3 separate regions of the Mus musculus genome follow, and regions 1 and 3 are each linked to region 2. The links are chromatin contacts, called in public HiChIP or PLAC-seq maps. All regions are on one chromosome and are shown on one strand. The core of a region is the stretch at or near the end of the contact, and the rest is flanking DNA. Distances in the headings are between cores, read along the strand shown. Region 1 overlaps Fryl (FRY like transcription coactivator). Region 2 has its middle 18 kb from the start of Slain2. Region 3 holds the start of Nfxl1 (nuclear transcription factor, X-box binding-like 1).

Region 1 (3,680 bases), core at 140-2,639, 340 kb before region 2:
GAGAGAGAGAGAGAGAGCATGAATGTTGGCACACACCTGCCATGGTATGCAGAGTGCATGAGAACGTTTTCAGGCGTTGCTCTTGCCCCCATCCTGGTGTATATAGAGACAGGGTCTCTGTTGGACTAGCTAGTCCACAGCCTCTGGGAGGAAAACACCTCTCGTGTCTTTGCCGGGTTCCATTTCTCCACAGGAGCTCAGGGACTGTAGATGCTTATGCTGCATCGTCAACTTTGAGATGAGTTTCGAGATTTGAGCTCAGGCCCTCAACCATTTGGAGCAAGCTCTTCTGCCCACCGAGCCGTGGCTCTAGCCTTTAGCATCTCCTGATAGTACACAAGTCACTAACTAATGGTAAGACTAGTTTTAGATTGTTTCATTGTTTCATTCAATACAAGTTTTACAAACTTTGAAACAGTGTTTCCCTCTTGCTTGAATGGCAGCCCTTAGACAGTAATCATGACTTGTTAAAACAGGGTGGAGTTGGCCCAAGCCTTGCATCCCAGCATTCCCGAGACAGAGGCCGGCAGATCTGAGTGCCAGGCTAGCATCCTCTACAGGAGATCCAGGACAGCCAGGGCTACACAAAGAAAGCCTGTTTTGAAAACAAACAAACAAACAAACAAACAAACAAAAATGGGTGGAGACGGATGAAATTTGAGGCCCCTGAGGTGAGGGGCCCCTGCTTCTTTGTGAGAGCCTCAGCATAGAGCATGATTCTTCATCCTGTGTCAGATTGGCTGGTTAATGAGACAATCTTAGGTAACAGCCCCATCGAAATGTCAGGAAGAAGGAAATGAGCTCACAGATTTTGTTTGTTTGTTTAAATCTGAAGAAAATGTGTAGAAATTTGAATAAACTTAAAAAACAAATCCCCAGCCGGGCGTGGTGGCACATGCCTTTAATCCCAGCTCAGGCAGAGGCAGGTGGATCTCTGAGTTCAAGGCCAGCCTTGTCTACAAAGTGAGTTCCAGGACCGCCAGGGCTATACAGAGAAACCCTGTCTCAAGAAAAAAAAACAAAAACAAAAAACAACAACAAAAAAAACCCAAATCCCCTTTAAAATGATCTTCAGCATCGTCAGGCTTTGGTGAGTTTTGAAGTTCGTCACATGATTTACAAACCAAGGATGCCATCACTCACCTTTCTCCCTTGATTTTTTTTTTTTTTGAGGGGGGGTGCGTTTGTGTGAGGAAACTCAGTCCCCTCCCCCACTGTCCACTCCCCTCCCACCTCTGCTACCAACCAACACCCTTCTGTCTATCCCTGATGGATCTCCTCACCAGCTTTCTCCCTGTTGTTGGGTCAGGGGAGGGTTTCACTCTGCTCAGTAGCCGACCTTTCTGTGGTATCTGTACTGTTGTGTGAAGACCCACCCAGGAGCGGTTGGTTTGAAACAAAAACAGTCATCTATTTTGCTCACAGCTATGGGGTTTGCCTCAGCTCAGCCAGGCCTTCCCAATCTCTTAGATTCTCTTTGAGGCTGGCTGCCTGCAAGACAAGCCTGGGGCTTTCATGTGACAAAGGCCTGGGAAGCTTCACACAGCTGGGACTCCCGAGCTGTCCCTTCACACGATCTCTCCACAGGGTGACCTCAGGAGAGCAGGACTCCCACAGAGGTGGAGGCGCTTGGCCTCCAGGGCGGTGCTTCTGGAGACCATCAGTAGCTAAGTGTGCCCTTTTCTGGTACCCCTCAGCTCCTTACCACTTACCCCTTGTTGTTTGTGGGACAGTCACAAAGACTGCAGGGGTGAAGGGGAGGGGCCATGGGTCCACCCTCCTTCCTAGGAGCATCAAAGAATTTGCAGACCTATTTTAAAACCTCTGCCTGGCTCTTCCTCTGTTCTTTGTTCAAATTAGACCAGTCGGTACTGGAGTCATCTAGTTCCTTTTGCTGTGCCACCTAACTCTGGGGACAGTGCTATGTATGTGCCTTTGCTTTATTTAAAAAAAAAAAAATTCCTCCATGCTTTAAAATCCCGCTAAGGCAGATGCAGGATCTCAGCAGTCAGGAAGCTGAAGCAAGAGACCTGTGAGTTTGGGACCAGCCTGGGTTGCATATCAAGATGTGTGTTAAATTTAAAAAAAAAAAAAAGTTAGGCATGGTGACACATCCATAAGACTGAGATAGGAAGATGCTAAATTGGAGGTCAGCATAAAGTACACACTGAGATCCTGTCTCAAGAAAATAGTCAAGCAAAATGACTATATTTCATGAAAACATAATGACGGGGCTGGTGAGTGGCTCAGTGGGTAAAGGCTGTGACGGCCTCATTTCCATCCCAGGACCCATATAATGGACAAGAACCAATTTCTCCAAGTTGACTTCTGACCTTCACATGTGTGCTGTGGCACATACATGCCACCCCCCCCCCCCGTACACGTATGTGTACACCCACAACATAAAGTAAAAATAAGTTAAATAAAAACCAATAGGTACCTATGTATTTTTGGAGGCAGGCACCGTGTGATATTTCGCCGTCGCCGGCATAGCCATCCAGCTCAAAACGTAATTTCTTTGTGTTGAGGTCATTCAAAGCCTTATTAGCTGTTTTTTTTCCACAGTTTTTAATAAATTTAATTCTCTTCACTACTTCCAGTTTCTAGTCCGCATTATTATATTTGGCTCAAGTCTTGTAGAGCTCCGAATCACCTCTTTTTTAACCACTGTTAAGAATCCACTGAATTTAATGCTGGGCGTGGTGGTGCACGCCTTTAATCTCAGCACTTGGTAGGCAGAGGCAGGTGGATTTCTGAGTTTGAGGCTAACCTGGTCCACAAAGTGATTTCCAGGACAGCCAGGGCTTTACAGAGAAACCCTGTCTCGAAAAACCAAAAAAAAAAAATCCACTGAATTTATTAATCCACTCCCTGACACTGAGAACTCTGTGCACCTGTCACCTTTTAATTTGTCATCCCTGGTTCTCAGTCTGTGCCCTTCTTCGTCATTCCCTCACCACTCAGGACACCCAGAACATCTTCTGTCTTCCAGTTGTCCCTTCCTCTGGTATCTGGCACCTCAGTGTGGCTTTCTAAAACTTGATGACCAGTCTTGCTGTCTGACACCGTTGGTCCCAATCCCCGAACACAACACATTCCAATCTCCTTATGATTTGGTTCTAGGAGAATCTGATCTCAGTTCTCACCATTTCCCACCAAGGCTCAATATGGTGTTGCCACATGGGACGTCTCATCATGCTTCCTGTTTCTCTGTAAGCTGCTGCTGCCTCTGCTTTCTAAAGTATATGCATGTGTACTGAGAGTGTATCTGTGTTTGTGCGCACTGTTTATAATGTGTTCTTGTTTAAAAGTACTTCTGGGAATGCAACTATGTTCACCACTATGCCACCAACACACCACACAACCCTTTCTTTGTCTTGTCTGTCACGTCATTTCTTACTGTGTAGGTGGGAGCTACTGGCGATTTCATAGCACATTAATATCTCCGTCATCTGCAAATAGCAACATTGTGGTAAGTGGAGTGAGAAGCTTTCGTTATTTGAAACGATCCCTGTAATTAGACTCACTGTGGGATGGAGTTTGAATTTGGTCATTATTGCAAGTCAAAGGTTTTAAGTCCGGTAGCTTGTTTCACTTTTAGGTAAAGACACATAGATACGTATTCTTAATGCAGTGTGTAGTGTGTCTGGGTGTGCAAGCACTTGTGTGTTTTCACTGTT
Region 2 (3,500 bases), core at 251-2,750:
GTAGCCTGGTGCAAGTTACAGAAGTTAGGAGGTGGCTATGGCCTGGGAGATACACCTTTACAGAGAATTGTGGTCAATTTGATTCTCAGACTTGCAGAATTCATGATGCAGCGTTGGGGAAATGAGAAGGGGTAACAAGATCTGGGAGGTGAAACAAAGAAGGAAGGACCCAGCCAGTCGCTGTAAGATGTCATTGATAACAGTGAGCCAAGACAGTGGGGGCCTGGGTGGGGGTGGGGGTGGTAAAAGGAGAAGAGCTGCAGGCACTGGACGGCCGGAGGCTGGGGTGGGGCAGCCGTGAGGAGCCTTCTCGGAGTGAAGCAGTGTAGAGAAAGAGAATAGTGTGGCTGAGTACAGCTCAGGGGTGGGATTCCCTTTAATGCTCACCAGAAGAATTAAGGACTAGGGCTTTTCAAAGATCATCTGGGGGCCTCTGGAGAGATGACTCAGTGGTTAATCATGCTTGCTACTCTTCTAGGGGACCCCAGTACAGTTCCAAGAACCTGTGATAGCTCACAACTACATGTAACTCTAGACCAAGGAATCTGGCCTCCAAGGGCACACACAAACACACACACCCATTCATTCTAGTGGACAGATAAATTACAATAAAAATCTTTTTTTAAAAAAATAGGTTTTTGCCTAGGAGGCTGAGGCAGGAGGATTGCTAGGAATCTGAGGTCAGGTTGGACTACAGTGTGAGGTCTGATCTTGGTAAATAAGTAAGATTTTTGGAAGATGCCAAATTGGACTCTTTGAATGTGGTTGGAGGGGCTGAAGAGATGGCTCAGCAGTTAAGACAACTGGCTAGTCTTCTGGTTCAACACCCACATGGCATCTGACAACTGTCTATAACTCTAGTCTCAGAGGACCTGACACCTTTGTCTGTCCTCCACAGGCAATGCATGCACGGGGTGCACAGGCATACATAAAATAAAACCATGATTCCATATGGACCCTGCATCATTTTGGGTCCTGGGGATTCCTGGGAACAAGATTCTCAGTTACGGGCTCTTGAAACAGCTAGAGAATCTGAGGGGAATCGGAGGCGGTGACTGGAAGGATCTTGGGTATATCAGAGTTACTGAGAGAACTGTAGGAGAGGCTCCTGGGAGGCTCAGAAAGTGAACAGGAGCCAGGAGGACTGAGAAGTCGACAACCCAGGCGGGTCGCTCAACTGGAACGTTCTGCTAATCTTATCGCTACACAATGCACACTGTGACCCTGGCTCGGTGTTCTTTGCTATTACTTCCCTGGATGGAGAATACAACCGGCAGCCATAGAACCTGCGCTGTGCAACATTGTTCCCACTTTGTATCAAGGTTCCAAAGCCCTAAGTGGGACGCTTCTAAGGATGACCTTAGGTCACGTGCCTGTTCCCTCACTAGGAGGAATGTGGGGAACAAGTGTTTGCTATTTTTAACTTCCTTAGTGGGAGGTAAAGCCTGCCTCCTGCCAAAAGTCTTGAACTAGGGACTTCCTCCAATAGGAGGTTGTATTGTCTAGCGTTGTGTGGCGGTGCAGCTACCACAGAACCTCGGGAGAGATAAGGCCCAGTGATAAGGATAGCAGACAATTGCCAGCGTCAGGATCCACTATTGTGGACTCTAAATAAGACACGCAAAGGACTCTAAAAGGCCAGGCGCTTACACCCACTGAGATGTGTCTCAGGTCATGTCATTGGCAGGTTTTGAATACTGACTTCACTCTAGGTGCTTAGAAGCCTCTAGAATATTACTGACCTCATAACAGTAAAAACAGAAAGGGACAGAGAACAGGCACTGTAAGTCACACTCCTTTTTTTGAAGTGTCTACTTGGAAGTGATGAGTATAACTTGCTTGCGTTCTACTGCTCAAAATAAACCATATGGCCAGTGTGATTTCTCAAAATAGACCACAATGGCCAGTGTGATTTCGGAGTCACCAGGGAATATCACACCAAGAGGCCACCTGTATTTTGGGTAATAATCAGAGCAGGGCAATTATTATGTTTGTAAAAAAAAAAAAGAATACACATAAGTATGCGTGTGCATGTGTGTATGTATGTGTGCATGTATATGTATTTTTTGTGCACGTGTGTGTGTGTGTGTGTGTGTGTGTGTGTGTACATGTGTCTTGAAACAAGTCTCACTAATCTCAGGCTGATCTCCACTTGAACTCATTATGAGGCTTGAATGCCTGATTCTCATTCTTACCTCTCCAAGTGCTGAGATTACGGACAAGAACCAGCACGCCCAGTGGAATAAGAGTATTTTGCGTAGACTCTATTATAACATAGTCATCATCCAGGAGAGAGGGAGGGTATGCTGGGTGGTGGGATTGAGGGACTCAGAGGCAAGAGATGGATGGTATGTGTGTGTGTGTGTGTGTGTGTGTGTGTGTGTGTGTGTGTGTGTGTGGTGTGAGCTGCAGTTAAAGCAGCTGGCTGCTCGTGGCACTAATTGCTGTGGGTAGGGATAAGAAACAAGAGCGCTAGCCAGCAGGGAATGGCGGCTGTGACACCTTGTGTTCAGGAGAATAAGCTTGGTGGTTATTCTATGGGCAATGAGGCATCACACGGGCATCTAGAATGGGTTACAGGGCTATTTGTGCTTTAGGCAGATCACTCTGGTTGAAGAATGGATTTGAAGGTTATTTATGGAAAGCTCTGTGTTTATTTGAGTGAGAATGACTCCAACAAGCTAATGAGAGAGGAGAGGCAGTAGGTGGCGGGCAGGGTACAGGGGTGACGGCTTCATTCATTCACCGGGGGGCTGGGTGAGAAGGATGGCCAGAGGTTTCTCCAGAGCATCCAGCCTGAGCCATTTAATTTCCATCATCTTCCCACCAAGTGACGTAACTGAATGCCAGCAGCGCCCTGTGTAGCACTCTACAGTCCAAGATCTCGAGCTTCCCCAGATATGTGCACAAAACAAGGCCAAAGGTCTCCAAGAGAATCAGGACAAGCAAATAGCCTGACCGCATCTTCACGCTCAGGGACAGGAGCCAGAAACGAAAGCTCGCTCGCGCTCAGGTGACAAGCTAACCTGGCTTGTCCTCTCACCCTGCCCCCATTCCCTATTTCTTCTTACCTCGTCTGTGGATGTGCAGCGATGTTAATACAAGAAAGACTGAGGCAAGTGTGAATGATAGCAAGCTCTTCCCAGAGCACTTTGCTCCAAGAGTTCTGCAGTCCTCACAGACGTAATGGCACCCTATCTGAGATCCAAGTATTTCTTGATGTGGAAAAATATGTGTCTCAGGGTTTTATTGCTGTGAACAGACACCATGGCCAAGGTAACTCTTTGTTTGTTTGTTTGTTTGTTTTTTCGAGACTGGCTGTCCTGGAACTCACTTTGTAGACCAGGCTGGCCTCGAACTCTGAAATCTGCCTGCCTCTGCCTCCCGAGTGCTGGGATTAAAGGCGTGCACCACCATGCCCAGCTCCAAGGTAACTCTTATAAAGACAACATTTAATTGGGGCTGGCTTACAGGTTCATAAATTTAGTCCAGTATCACCA
Region 3 (4,042 bases), core at 1,077-3,576, 340 kb after region 2:
TCTTTTTTTCACCTTATTAAGTTTTAAAACTTTTTGTGGGAAAAGTTTTTTTTTTTAATTAAAGTCAAATACAAGCTCAAAGTTATATTTCTCACTCTGTAAACCCATAGCCCTTTGAAAAACATCAAAGAACCTTTATTTATGTTGCTATCTGAAATTTCAAAGTAAACATAGCAGCATGAAAAACTTGAAAATGTACTCTCCACTTACACATGCTCCTGTGTTGTTCTGCATGGTCAAGGCTTATGATGTAATAGTATTTGTTCATGCAGTGAGCTCATAACATTGTTTGATGTCAAAGTGGTTATCATTATAAATTCTCATTACATTCATGGAAAAATTTGAATAGGTGAAGTTTTTGCCTTTTAAAGTACTCCAATATAATTGGAATAGCCGTATGTGTTTTCCAGCTTTCTATGAACCATATCACATTCCTGAGATAAACTCCCTTAAAAAAAGGAAAAGTGTGCTTTGGTCTATGGGTTCCTGAGGTTTCAATCTTAAAAGACTGGCTTCACTGATTTGTATTTGTGGTTAAATGATATATCATTCTAGGCATGTGTGGTGGGGGCCAAATCTCATACCTCTAGGAGAGAGAAAGAGAGAGGAAGAGAGGGAGGGAGAAAGGGAGAGAGGGAGGGAAAGAGGGAGGAAGAGAGGGAGTTAGGGAGGGAGAGAGAGAGACAGAGAGAGAATCCTTCAAGGGCATACCCCTTGACTTAAACCTCCAGCCACTTACAGGTTTCATTACAAAGGCCGAGGAGTAACTAGTTTCCACGTGGCTTATCAGGACATTGCAGATGCAGAACATTAAAGAGAATTACACAATCATCATATGTCTAAGAGAGGAGGCCAGGAGTCACTTTACCTAGTTGCAACCCAGGCCCTGCTGGAGTGTTGAAAAAGATTTTTTTGGTGTCATTTATTTATTAAAAATTGGTTTCAATGATGAGACTCCACATGTTATTAAACAGGTATGTAAAAGAAAAGGAAGGAATGCTTGTTTGAAGCTCTCGATAAATATTAGAATAGTTTATAACTAATGTTTGGAGGACTGGAGGGAATGTGTTCTCAGGAAGGTTTAGTATGGAGATTTGGACAATGTGCTAACGCAGATCTGTGCTACACACCAAGGTTCTATGAGGGTCTCCTTATCATCAGCCACCTCAATATTCCCTCGACATTTACTGGTTTTGGATGAATTATAGGCCATGATGTAATACCTATGTACAAGAAATTAAAAACATGATAGAATTAAAGCTTAGTTTCAGCACAATTACCTCTCTATGCTTTAGTTTTCCCAGTGGTAAAATTGGAATGATAAATAAGGTTATTTTGAATAAAAAAAAATATTGACACAATGGACATGATGATGAAGGCCTGGAGCCCCAACAACTTCTAAGGCTGTGGTGAGAGAATCATGAGTTCAAGAACAGCCTAGATAATATTAAAAAAACTCATCTCAATAAATTATAAGTGTAAAACTTTGTATATGTGCAAACACACACACACACACAGACACACACACATATATATGTAAATATTTTGTACACTCCTGGACACATTGAATGGCATCTAAATATATTTGTGGTAAATGTTGGGAAATTAACTAAGCTGAAGGGTAATTTAAGGATTGTATAACTTCAAATATCAACAAAAATTCAGCTCATTTTCCAAGAGACCACTAAATGAATTTCTGCAATCTATACGTAAAGATTAGCTGCTGGCTTTCAGTTATTTTCCTTAATGAATCTACTGGAGGGAGCAGCCTTGAAAGGAAAAGAAGCAGTCTCTAAGGGAAAGCTTGTTTTAAAGTATAAAAGGTGGTTAATACTAGGGGCTAGATTTCATTGTGAGTTCTGAAAGCTTTCTCCACTCAAACCATTTTTTCCTACAATGCTCCCGTGGCTCTTCTGATCCTGCTCCCCATGGCGTCTTCTGTTTTCTAAGTACTTCCTGGACGAGGACCTGCCTGCTACCTGCAAGCAGCAAGACTATGGCGAGAACAACTGTTTGTGAATTTTGCCCTCTCTGAATCCTGAAACCTCGCGTATTTCCTGGGAGCAGCCGCCAGTAGCAGCATGCTCCCGGCACGCCCACCAACGGAGGCGTCTACTTTTCATGAGCCTCGGAACACTCTGGGAAATGTAGTTCCCCAAAGGCCGCGAACGACCGCGCATGCGCACTGAGCATTCCTTCGTCTCTTCCGGGAAAAAAAAAAAAAAAAAAAAAAGCTGCCTCGCTGCCACGCATTCTGCGGTCCGCGGGCGGAGGCTTCTGGGAGTTGTAGTCCCTGGCGGTGGGCGCCGTCGGTAAGGAGACGTAGCTTTTCGGTGCGGTCCACTTCAGCAGTTGGTTCCCGGCCGCGGCCGCGGCCGCACGGTCAGTTCGCGTTTCTGTGCCTACCGCACTTCTCCTGAGGCTGAGGAGAATTTCCCGTGGCTGGGTTTTTCCTGTCCCGGGTGGGCTCCTCGTGGCTCCGTGCTTCTTTTCTGCCCTCCGTCTTTTCCCTCCTCGCCCGTCGCTCGAGCCTGGGCTTGGCGGGACTCGCCCTCGGGAGACACAGGGCCGCAACCTCCTCAGACCCGGGTCTCCGTGTCGCGGGGTCCGTCCGCACCCAGCCTGACCCTGCGGTCCCTCGGCAGCCGCCTCCATCCTCGGACGCCCGTTCACGCTCCTTCTCCTTTATCTCTCCGCTGCAGGGATGGACGCTCCCTGGCGCCAGGTGGCCGCTGGCCGAGGCCGAGCCCGAGGACGGGCCACCGCAGTGCCCCTCTCAGGAAATGGAGTCCCTTTTGGTGGCGCTGGAGGAGGGCGAGCCAAAGGGTCTGGGGGCGCGGTGTCTTCGGGCCCCGGCCCCGGGGGAGCAGCAGCTCTGGCCCCTGCGGGTCGCGGGCAGCGCTCAGCTGGAGGCGAAGCCCCGCAGCCCCCGGGGGCCCGGGGTGAGGATGGCTCAGGTGAGGATGGCTCGGGTCTCCCGCCCCACCAAACTCCCCAAGTCACTTCCCTACTTATCGCTGGCTGCCAGGGCCCTCCAAGTCTCTCATTCACTTTTTAACAGCTCCCGGAGTTTAGTCTCAGGGAACCGTCTCCATTCAGGCAGATTTTCATCTCATCGCTTGCATCCTCATTTTAATTGATAATTGCCTTTGTTAGTCACTTTCTTCAATTGTGTGCAGCTGATTTGGTTAACTCAGTAAATGGATCGCCAGAGTTTGTTTTCTTTTATAATCTAAGATGTTTAACATCTGTCGTAAAATAGGACCTTGTGCTTTCGCATCTGTGTGTATGGTAACAGCAAGCTAGGCTAAGGTCTCAGAATTCCATTTACGAACAGATTGGGAACTCCATTCTTCATTAATCAACTCGACTTTCAAGACCAGTTGTTGATAGCCATCTTTCCCAGGCTACCTGACTTTTTGGACCCTGTAAGCGTTTTGGTTGTTGTTTTTAACTGATCCCAGTGCAGAAATTCCATGTCTTTCCATGATGTATCAGGTGTTGCCACGATGGATTTGCCAATAGCCTTGGTCCAAGATCTTTTAGGGCGACGTTGAGAGTGTTTATACATAACACTCCAGATAAAAGAGAGTGGTCCCTGAAAGTGTTTTGTGTTTGGAAGGTATTTTTTCAGAAGAGGTTTAAAATTTTTATTTCTGAAATTATAGTAGAATTGCATCAGTTCTCCCTTCCTGCTAGGAGCAAAATTGAGTCTCTGCGTGGGGTTTCCCAGGGTAACTTGAAAGTTAGTTTGCGTTGATTTTGCTGGCAATTGGTCAGTTAATCATAGAGGTGCAGTGTGCTATTTAGAGACCTATGAACAAGTTGGTAAGCTGGCTTGGGTTTTGTGGATAGTAGGAAAGCAAGCATTCTCTACATAGTATATAGTATATAGTATATAGTATATAGTATATAGTATATAGTATATAGTATATAGTGTATAGTGTATAGTATAAAGTATATAGTAGTTGACATTTGTGAGGAAGGAATAAGTTAAGACAATTACCTGGTCACTTTGTGTGGTGACATTCTTCCAAATGGT

What was found. HiChIP or PLAC-seq counts read pairs in DNA pulled down with a chosen protein or histone mark.
Region 1: a contact with region 2 is called in an H3K27ac HiChIP or PLAC-seq map of extraembryonic endoderm stem cells, with 3 times the contacts expected there. The contact joins two enhancer-like sites. A contact is called at or near these places in 2 of 484 Hi-C or Micro-C datasets (the HL-1 cell line and embryonic stem cells) and 2 of 115 datasets of contacts at active chromatin or transcription factors (embryonic stem cells and extraembryonic endoderm stem cells).
Region 3: an H3K27ac HiChIP or PLAC-seq map of extraembryonic endoderm stem cells shows a contact between it and region 2, with 2.3 times the contacts expected there. The contact joins the promoter of Nfxl1 here to the enhancer-like site in region 2. A contact is called at or near these places in 9 of 39 promoter capture datasets (the 3T3-L1 cell line, 3T3-L1-derived adipocytes, the C10 cell line and 5 more), 1 of 115 datasets of contacts at active chromatin or transcription factors (extraembryonic endoderm stem cells) and 1 of 9 other capture datasets (liver).

What each region holds. Positions count from the first base shown.
Region 1 is chr5:73,234,925-73,238,604 of GRCm38.p6, reverse strand. All of the region lies in intron 1 of Fryl (FRY like transcription coactivator), which reads left to right. Among named protein-coding and RNA genes, the nearest start is that of Fryl, 20 kb to the left of the region's middle. Within about 2 kb of position 1,389, at least 86 of the 459 cell types and tissues checked have an H3K27ac peak or open chromatin away from gene starts, as enhancers often do. A contact at or near this core is called in embryonic stem cells and extraembryonic endoderm stem cells, where this site is marked.
Region 2 is chr5:72,894,916-72,898,415 of GRCm38.p6, reverse strand. No RefSeq gene overlaps it. Among named protein-coding and RNA genes, the nearest start is that of Slain2, 18 kb to the left of the region's middle. Within about 2 kb of position 1,500, at least 24 of the 459 cell types and tissues checked have an H3K27ac peak or open chromatin away from gene starts, as enhancers often do. A contact at or near this core is called in embryonic stem cells and extraembryonic endoderm stem cells, where this site is marked.
Region 3 is chr5:72,557,929-72,561,970 of GRCm38.p6, reverse strand. Nfxl1 (nuclear transcription factor, X-box binding-like 1) reads left to right here and starts at 2,326. Exons shown (of 23, transcript NM_133921.3): 1 at 2,326-2,382; 2 at 2,703-2,957. The coding sequence starts at 2,705.